Linked DNA regions of Anser cygnoides: regions 1 and 2 are each linked to region 3. Evidence: chromatin contacts called from public Hi-C data. All regions are on one chromosome and are shown on one strand. Each heading gives the region's core, a stretch centred on a gene start, on an enhancer-like site or on the middle of the called end of the contact. The rest is flanking DNA. Distances are from core to core; before and after follow the strand shown. Region 1 overlaps LOC125184582 (a long non-coding RNA gene). Region 2 has its middle 19 kb from the start of TLR3. Region 3 overlaps LOC106035130 (a long non-coding RNA gene).

Region 1 (3,116 bases), core at 123-2,622, 510 kb before region 3:
GGAGGGAAAAGGTAGGTCTCCTGATAAATGTAGTGGAGGAGACTGTGCTTTGCTCTTTGCCACACTGCTGTCTGCCACTGTGACCTTGCAGTAGACTCACAATTTCTATAAAGTTATGGTGGCTGAAAAAATTACCATCCTGGTGTCTTTCCTGCTCTCCACCAATACTTACCGCTCTAATTAAGATGTAAAACAGACCTGTTTCAAGCAGCAGCTAGGTTGGACGTCCGTTATTTCACAGCAACAACGCACAGCCTGAAATATACACTTAAAAGGGCATCTTCTATTTTTACCAAGAGGGAGGTAAATGCTGGCACAAAGCCACTTCTGACACCTGTACATGAAAAATGCATCTGCTGCTGCAGCTAAACCCTACAGGGGTAATGAATAAAAGGCCACGAGCCAACGATTTCTCTCGCTGGACGTGCACATATGGCTCGATGCAGCACTATGTGCGGAATCCTCCAGCCAGGTCTGAGCCAAAAAGTCACAGGTGTATTTGCATGACCACCGTGTTGTGTCCAACCTAATTAGCACTGTGTCCAGCCTAATTAGCACCACCCACCAACAGCGTTAAGTGCTTTGGGTGCAGCAACACTCAGCAAGTCTACAGACTTGCAAGTCTATTCCAACACTATGCAACTCTACAGACGCTGCTTCCTGTGCTCTGTTGCACGGTTTAGAGGTGCCCTGACGAGTGTTTTTATGATAACAAATTCAAGTCATTTTATTTTATTGTTTCCAAGGCAATGTGAAACTTCACTCATTGCTATTTTTCCATACCTTTTCTATTTAAATGAATAGGAAAAAAAAAAACGCTTACCATGCCAAAATACTAGAATAAAATATGTTTAGGGTATGCTTATACAGGTGTCTAAAAAGAACCCAAACACTAAGAACAGCTAGGTGAAAAGAACTCCCCAGGTCTCTATGCTCAGCTGCTCATTTAAGCGCTGACTCCCTGCTATCTTGTCTCTGGGGCAGCAATTTACAATTCTGTTAGATGTTACTGTAAACTGCTTAGTAGCAATGCTGTGTCCATTTGCACAAGCATGAATGATGATCCAAGGTGCGAAGCAACAGCAAATCAGTCTCTGCTATTTATATGTGACCTTAGGGAATTACATCTGCTTCAGGGCATAGCTTTGAGAGTATTTTGGGGGGAGGTTGTGTGGTGTTTTTGATTTTTTTCAAAAAAAAAAAAGATTCTGTAGCAGTTTAAACCCTTTTAGTTTCTCAGATAAACTGGCAGAGCATACCTATTTCAAGCTAATACACAGACACATTAAGTCCAGTAATGAAATCCGTAATTCCTACAAGCAACTAAACTGGGCATTATCAGCTAGCAGTTTACTGTGGCATCTTCAAATCTTGAGAGATTTGAAGGATGCAGTGATTGCCTCAGGGAAGATATTCCGTATGTTGAGGGTGACCAAAAGGACATCATTAACACAATTACAAGAAAAGCAGATGGACTAGATAAGGAGACTGTGAGAGAAGAGGACAGCAGATGACAGGAAAAGACAAAGTTTGTGAAGTGTTTTTGTGCAACTGAGAATGCAGCTGAGCTGACAGAGCACCCAGCTGCTGCTGAGAGGGCAGGCTCCATGGGCATGCAGCACAACAGCCAGGCAAACCCTTACAAGAAGCGGCGAATACTTCTGCGATCGGCTGGCTCCCACATCTGGCTTGCTGGGGAGCTAGGTAAGCATCGGTGTTGGCACAGGGGAAGTCACAGGAATCCAGGAGGAGGGGAGAAGAAGGAGGCACAGCACTACTCCTTCGGAAGCAGCTAGCTATTAGCTGGCTTACCTCTATCGTCAAAATCAGGTCACGGCTCAACAGCTAGCAACAGTACCACCTAAACCAGCACAAGCCATTGCAGCCTGCAGCTGCTCATCTCTCAGCGCTTCGATCTGCCCCTGACCTAACCCCTCCGTGGCACCAGCCAAAATGCTGTTTGACAGACCACACCACAGAAACAGGCAGCTGGAAAAGGTGCCTCTCCTCCCTCCCCCCTGTTGCTTTTCAGCCAAATCAGGTTCCTAATCTGGATTACCACGCAGCCGAGCAAAATGACTGTGCCAGCAAACTAGCAGGGATATCAAAGGGACAGGAGTGAATGGCTGTGAGCAGAGACTGTCTTAGGCCAGCACTGCTGCCAAAAAAAATTGTCAGACTGCGCTCTCAGAGGGCTAGAGGGCTTGCAGACACAGGGAAATCTATGGAGGTACACTAGAGATGGAAGTACAAAAAGGAACTACAAAAGAGTCCAGGAAGATAAGTGTAACAATAGTGTTTCAAGGAACCTCTTTGACAGGTCACAACAAGCATAGGAAAAAAAAAAGTCATAAGCAGGATGAGACATAATAAAAGCCTAAAAAAGCCCATCTGTGATATGGACAGAGATAACAAGACTTTGGAGAAGAAAAGGAAACAGAATTCATATCCATCAAGATAAACAGGTTTAAAAAAACAGACTGGAGTCAAAGAGGACTCCCAAGTTATAGGTCTGATTGACAGTGAGCAGTTGTGTGCCTTCCAGGCAGGATCAAAGTCCCTACCCAGAAAAAAACAGGGCTCCTTGTGTAGGGACTGCAGATGGAATTTCAAGTTGGGAGGATCTCTGAAACACTATACAACAGTTCCTCAACAGGTGGAAGCTCTTAATTCTGAATGAATTCCTATGCATTTTTTTAAAATGAGCTTAAAAGCTAGCATACCGAAAAGTGTACCTGTTTGCAATATTAAAAATGGCCGATATGGACAGCATTGCCATGGAGGACAGAGACCAAAAATTGTTGGGATGCTTTGCAAACCTTCACATGAGAATCCAGAATGAGCCAAAGCTGCATCTTTAATTTTCACCTTTTTGACGGGAGAAGAAGTATTTAGATTCAGAAGCCTATACTTTGCCTCCCCTGTAATTTTGCTACTGTCAAAAACTAGAAGTACATCTAGGAGTGTTTAAGAGCTGGTTTTGATGACAAAGTATTACATCGGGATGGAAAATGAATCCACATTTGTCTATTTCAGTAATGGAGTGAAAAAGTAAGCCATTCGCACTTTTTGAGGTTACACTGAACTTCTAGAGATATTTCCATGCGATCTTGTCT
Region 2 (3,105 bases), core at 414-2,913, 490 kb after region 3:
GGGCTGGGCATTTTTCAGGAGTAGCTTTTTCTAGGAGTGGCAGAAGCTTTTGAGGGGAGATGTGGGAGGCAAGAGCTTGCCATGGTGACAACATCATGATCAAGGTGAAGCCTGTCTGGGCAGGCTTGTAGACATGCAAAAAGGCATGTCCTTTGGGGTGAGGAAAGCCTTATCCTGGAGTGACTACTGCCTTTGGTCAGCTTCTGTTTGCTGCTTTCTGTGTTTGTAGGCACTGGCATGTTTGGGGGCAGAGGAGTTTACGAACTCAGTGACTTACACTTGGGGGAGTTCATCTTAAAAATTCCAGCAATGTCTTTTTTCATGTCAAATTGCTATTCCAGCAATGGAGAATGGATGGTGGTGGATGGGCAACTGCCCATGAGTGGCAGATGCCTGTGATGGTGGCATAAGCTGCAGGAGAGGTGCCTCGAATTTCTGTTCTTGAGCTTTTTGCTGGGGGGTGGTTAACTCCCCACCTGCATTTCCCACATTTTAAGTATATTTACAGAAGTAAGAAAAATGAGTAACAATCTTAGAAACAGTTAACCTCTCATATGTTACCTTCTATGGGCTTTTGCAGTGTCACTTTCCTTAGCTTTAAGCAGCTTTTCCCAGCTGTCTCATAGCCTGGGGAAGCTTTCTCAGGAGCCTTCTACCCACCTGAGCCCCTCTTCAAACAGATTTGCAGTAACTCCCCTTCAGGCTTTAGCTTCTATTCTCCTAAACTCCCCTGACTCCCTACTTCACAACACCTGTTTTTAGAACTATCACACTTTGCCCTTTCTCTTCTTTCCTGTTCTCTATTTTATGCCTGGCAGAAGTGCAGGGTCCACATGGCCCAGCTGTGTCACATGCCCTCTTAGGACCCACATGTTTCCAATTTCTTTAACTCATCATGGATTTCTGTTTGCTGGTGCCTTTATGCCACTTCCAGGTGGAACCAGGAAGATGATTTTGAGAAGTTAGGCTTTTACAAGCTGATTTTCTGAAGCTGCAAGTCCTTGTACTGCCTAGAAGACGTTACTGGCGTATAACATCTGGCTGTAATTCCAAGTTTAGAAATCCCAAACTTGATGCTGTCTAATGCTGTCTTTTTAGAATTTGGACTGAGGTTAGTCTGGGTTATAGTTTAACTTGATTGGTATGATACTACTTTCATTCCAAATATTGCCCACTGTGCCAAGCATGCTGTTATACCAGGGGTATCCACAGGCAGGGCAAAGGTCACTGATTAATGTTTGTTTGCTGTAGAGGAAAGAAGTGCTGGGCAAAAGCTGAAATAGAAGGGAAAAAAATCTGACATAAGCATTCTTATTAGCTGAGATATGGGTTTCGTCCTTCAGAAAGCCTACTAACATAATAGGGCAGGAAAAACTGCTTGTTACAAAGAATCTTTATGCTAAAGCTGTAATTCTTAAAAAATTGTCAGGATTTATTGTTTTTGAAAACAACCTGCATATGCTGTCATAAGTTACCTTAAAATGTAATATTTTAGTTTATTTAGTGCTTGTCTCTTAAGGAATCTCTTGGAAGTAATGAAAACTTTTGTTACAGAAGTATGCTGCAGAAATAGGTACAGTAGTGACACATCTGCTGTTACAATCACTGGTCGTAAGAAATATTTCAGTGTTCTCATAGTCTTGCAGTACTATTTTGAAGACTTCTCTCAGCCTAACAGATCACTCTTCAGCTACGTTGGCCTTGTAGATCTAGATACCAAATCGCAGATATTGTCTCAGGTTATTGATGTGTAAAACTGTCCTGTGAGGTGCTAAACTTGATTCTGCCTGGTGTTGTGCACTCTCTGGACTGCTGCAGTGTTGGCATGCGCTGCTAATTTTCTGTCCCACCAAAATCAGATCTATCCTCAGATGCCTTAAGGTTTGTTATTAATGACCTAAGATACAAGGCAAGTACTTGAATTTTATATTTCTGTGAGCTGTAATTGCTGCAGTAGTTTTGCTCATATAGTAAGCCTAAGAGTACACCTACACTCCAATCTTCTCTGGCAAGTTCAGTTGCTGCAGAAATAGTTAACGATACAGCAACCAGTAGGAAGATATGCAGAGGTTTTAACTGAAAAAATTTGGATGAGGAAAGCAATCTGCTCCCATAAGAATGTTTTACATCTGATAAGAAGTGGAGTGAACAAAGTAATCTGTCCCCTTTGTTGTACTCTTCATAAGGGTTTCAATGAGTCAGGTACAAAGCTGTGAGCCTTTAACCCTCTTTAAGAGGGTCTGCCCTTGCCTGTTAGGGAAGTAGTAGTCTATGTGAATGACCCAGTTGGAACCACAGCAAAGAGGAGCTTAGAAAAGGAGATATTGCTGCCATCAGTAGTCCTTTCTCAGTGAAAAATTCAGATGTGATGTAAATGGGTAGTGCTGGAGATGCTCAAATGCCTTACCTGTTTCTAATTAGAGATCAGTGACTTGTGACAAATAACCCTTTCCCCTGCCCCAGCCACGAGAATGTAGGATCTTTTACTTTTTTTACTGCGGCTGTGATGAAGTACAAGGTGTAGAAGACACCTTTATAAACTTCTTTGAGATAGATAACACAATGCGGTTTAGGTATCCATGCCAATTTTAAAGATGTATTTCCTTCTCAAAGAGGCAGTTCCTATTTTTTCTTGTGCTGATACTTTCTTTGTATGAAAGTATTCTCTGTTTTGTCTTTCTCTGAGGTTATTTTGGTTTTGTTGATACTAAATAAGATTAAAATAATCCTTTCTGACTTGGGTAATGTAGACATTGAGATTCTTCATATATACAGTAATAGAGCATCTATGAAAAATTGCATTTGGATGTCTTCTATTTTAACTGAGAAGTCTCTTGTGTTTGGTTCTCTTTAATCTTCTAGCAACGTTTGGATGAAAAGGATGATTGCCCTCAAATGTGTCATGACAGCTTGATCTTCTCATGCTGCAGTTAGTGACCCATCTAGAGAGCAACTGGGCTGTATTGCACTGAGACAAAACTTTTCCTGGCTTGACCTTTTGAAGGGTACAATGCCTCATATGCAGAGGATTTTAGTGGAGCCAATACAATCAACACTGAATCAAGACTGAATTTGTTGTTCATACTGAAGTGTTTGTGCTTGATT
Region 3 (2,755 bases), core at 180-2,679:
CTGGTCAGCATTTTCTCAGGTGTTGTTACAGACCTAAAGAAGAGCTTGCGGAATTAAAATAGATTTATCTGAAGGCACCAGGAGTCTGATTGAGGCTTGCTAGCTCATGATGCACTAGAAAAGATGAATGGCAATCGTGCAGAACTTGAAATATCGCAATGAAATGCCTCAAGTGGAAAGCAACGCTGATGTAGCCATAGAAAAAAAAGTACCCAAAAGAGACAGTAGAAGAAACACACAGGAAAAGCTATCCAAAGGAATCAGGCATCAGTGCCTTTGTGTGAGAAGAAATGTAGTCTCCTACACACTTGTTAAGAGTAGCCACTCAGGAAAACATAATGTCTCACCTCTGGATCCTGTTTTGAGGGATGCCAGGTACCCCCAGCACTGCATAGGGAGTTCCTTTGATTAACTTGAGGGTCAGGGCTCTGCTAGTCTGGGGGGACACCTGGGGTGAGCCTCAAAGCTGTGATGCCTCAGCTCCTTTTTGAGTGCAGCCCAAAAACCTTGAAGAGGTCAGATAGGGAGAATACAATTTTCTACCAAAAAGATGGCAAAGATTAGGTCAAATAGTGGAAAAAATCAAATTCACTGTTTGTTCCAGACCTAGTATTGCTGCAACAGGCCTGTGTGTGTTGGAAGAGCTTTCCTCATGCTGCGGGAGATACCCTTGATTGTTTGTTTACCAAACTCCACGGTGCATTCAGTGATCAGGTTGTACCACCTTGCACGCACGTGCTTTTCCAAGAACCACAGGAAAACATAGCCCCCTCAGATACAGCTTATTTAGTTGTTCAGCTATTTGCTTATTGAGCTAAGCACTCAACTGCGAAGCATTTCAAACAGATTTAAGAGTACAAACCCACTGAAACAGAAACAGTCTTAAATGCAGTCTTGTTTAGCAGAGTGCTTAAACAAGTATCTGAGCTTAGTTGACTTTAGCTGTCTAAAAATCCTAAGTTTGTCACAATACTTTTCACTGATACTGAATACTGGCAGGTTGCCTTCAGCCAGCTTATTACAAAATACACTTCTGTGTGTCTGGAGACTAAAATTTACACTGCTAAATAAAGGCACCAGAGCTCCCAAAATAGAACTGGAAAATTAACTTCTCAGGAAAAGAGGGAGAACTGTCTGACCTGAAAAGATGTGTGATTTATGCTATCACAGCCATTGCTGATAAAGCACAATGATTAGGGTGAAATTTAATAGGGACTACAGATGGAGAATTGCTTATTAAGCAATTTACTTCTCCCTTTTAACAGGGTTGGACAATTTCCTACAGCGCTCACTTGAGTTTTCTGTCCAGGGTGTTTAAGGATGGCTCTGCTAATACAGCTTCTTTGAAAGATTATGTCTTACTATAATAGATTTAATCCAGAAAAGCTGGCTGCTTTTCTTCCTAAATTCTCTTTAAATACTTTCCTCTTTCTCACTTTACCTGTTTTTGCCTGAGGCCACACTTCATATCCCCCTCAGGCAGCTGCCTGATAGCACAACAGCAGCAGATAGAAGTGCTGCGAATGGCACAAAAGGTATGAACCGTGGCTTGGTAAATAAAAAGGGCCTCCAATCAGGAATGTCTGTACAAAAGTCATGAATGAAAGCTTTTTCTTCCTTCTTTTCAGGACCCATGCAGCTTCTTTAAAGGAAGGAAAAAAAATAAAAAAAAAAAAATGAATATTTGCATTAACACTGGGTAACTGCCCAAAGACCAGGGGACAAACCTCTCCCACTTAACCACTGCGTTGCAGTCCCCTGAGCAGACTGTGTTCGAAGTTCCCAGGTATGGTTTGTGTGTGCCCCGTGGTGTGACAGCAGGGTGTCCAACCTAGCTAACAGGCTCTGCTGCTTCCAGGGCATGGGCTGCTAAATCCATAGGGCACCCCATAGGTGCACCGCGCCTTGCTGCACCGCACACATTCCCAGGCTTTCAGACCTCTTGGGCAATGAGCTGGCAATTGCTCGCAAGGGACATCAGCACTGGAAGATATTTCTGCGGCTCAGTCAGTCTTTTATGTACCCAGCAGCTGTCAACAGCGATGAAATCTCTTTCTCTGTTACCAAACAGATCCCCAAGACCTACTTTAGGCTTTTGTAACATTCAGCTGGAGACCAGAGCAAATTGATGGCTGCCTGGAAACATTTGCTCAAATTTATCCCTAGTGTAAATTCACTAAGTTGAGGAGAATTACGGCAGTGGTGAATGCAACCTGTTTATTCCATATACGCCTGAAAAGCCACAGCCTTCTTCAGATGGTAGCTGCCTTAGAAAATAAAGTTGCATTATTCCTGGAAAAAAATATTTATTCAATGCAGTTAACAGGAAAAGTTTGTACTGACACATCAGTGCTTTAACTCTGTGTTTAGAAAATCGAGAAGATAAACACGCAAGTGTAAAGCAAAATATTAAATAGCCCGAAACTGCCAACGGGTGCAAACAGAGACTTTCAGTGCTTTCAGACGCTAACGTAATGCCCTCTGATGCTAATGGGATGGCTCCAGCGGATTCACTTGGAATATTTCGGAATTAAAAGGCACTGTGATGGTGCAAAAAATTAACTTTTGTTCCAAAAACCCCACCTGAAAAGACAACTGCGGGGCACCCCACCACCACCACTAGCACACAGTGTGCATCGAATCACCCAGCACGGCTGGAAAGGTGCTCAGTGTATCTTTTAAGTGGCTGAGGGCTGGTCACGGGAAAGGACCTCTGTCAACCAGGAGCAAAACACACCTACAGGACTCGGTGCCA

The links. A called contact is a pair of places that touch in the nucleus more often than the background predicts.
Region 1: a Hi-C map of liver shows a contact between it and region 3, with 2.8 times the contacts expected there. The contact joins two enhancer-like sites. A contact is called at or near these places in 2 of 7 Hi-C or Micro-C datasets (both in liver).
Region 2: a contact with region 3 is called in a Hi-C map of liver, with 2.1 times the contacts expected there. The contact joins two enhancer-like sites. A contact is called at or near these places in 2 of 7 Hi-C or Micro-C datasets (both in liver).

What each region holds. Positions count from the first base shown.
Region 1 is chr4:59,040,924-59,044,039 of Taihu_goose_T2T_genome, forward strand. All of the region lies in intron 2 of LOC125184582 (a long non-coding RNA gene), which reads right to left. Among named protein-coding and RNA genes, the nearest start is that of CDKN2AIP, 6.6 kb to the right of the region's middle. Within about 2 kb of position 1,373, at least 2 of the 3 cell types and tissues checked have open chromatin away from gene starts, as enhancers often do. A contact at or near this core is called in liver, where this site is marked.
Region 2 is chr4:60,046,313-60,049,417 of Taihu_goose_T2T_genome, forward strand. No RefSeq gene overlaps it. Among named protein-coding and RNA genes, the nearest start is that of TLR3, 19 kb to the right of the region's middle. Within about 2 kb of position 1,664, at least 2 of the 3 cell types and tissues checked have open chromatin away from gene starts, as enhancers often do. A contact at or near this core is called in liver, where this site is marked.
Region 3 is chr4:59,552,097-59,554,851 of Taihu_goose_T2T_genome, forward strand. All of the region lies in intron 1 of LOC106035130 (a long non-coding RNA gene), which reads right to left. Among named protein-coding and RNA genes, the nearest start is that of HELT, 11 kb to the right of the region's middle. Within about 2 kb of position 1,430, at least 1 of the 3 cell types and tissues checked has open chromatin away from gene starts, as enhancers often do. A contact at or near this core is called in liver, where this site is marked.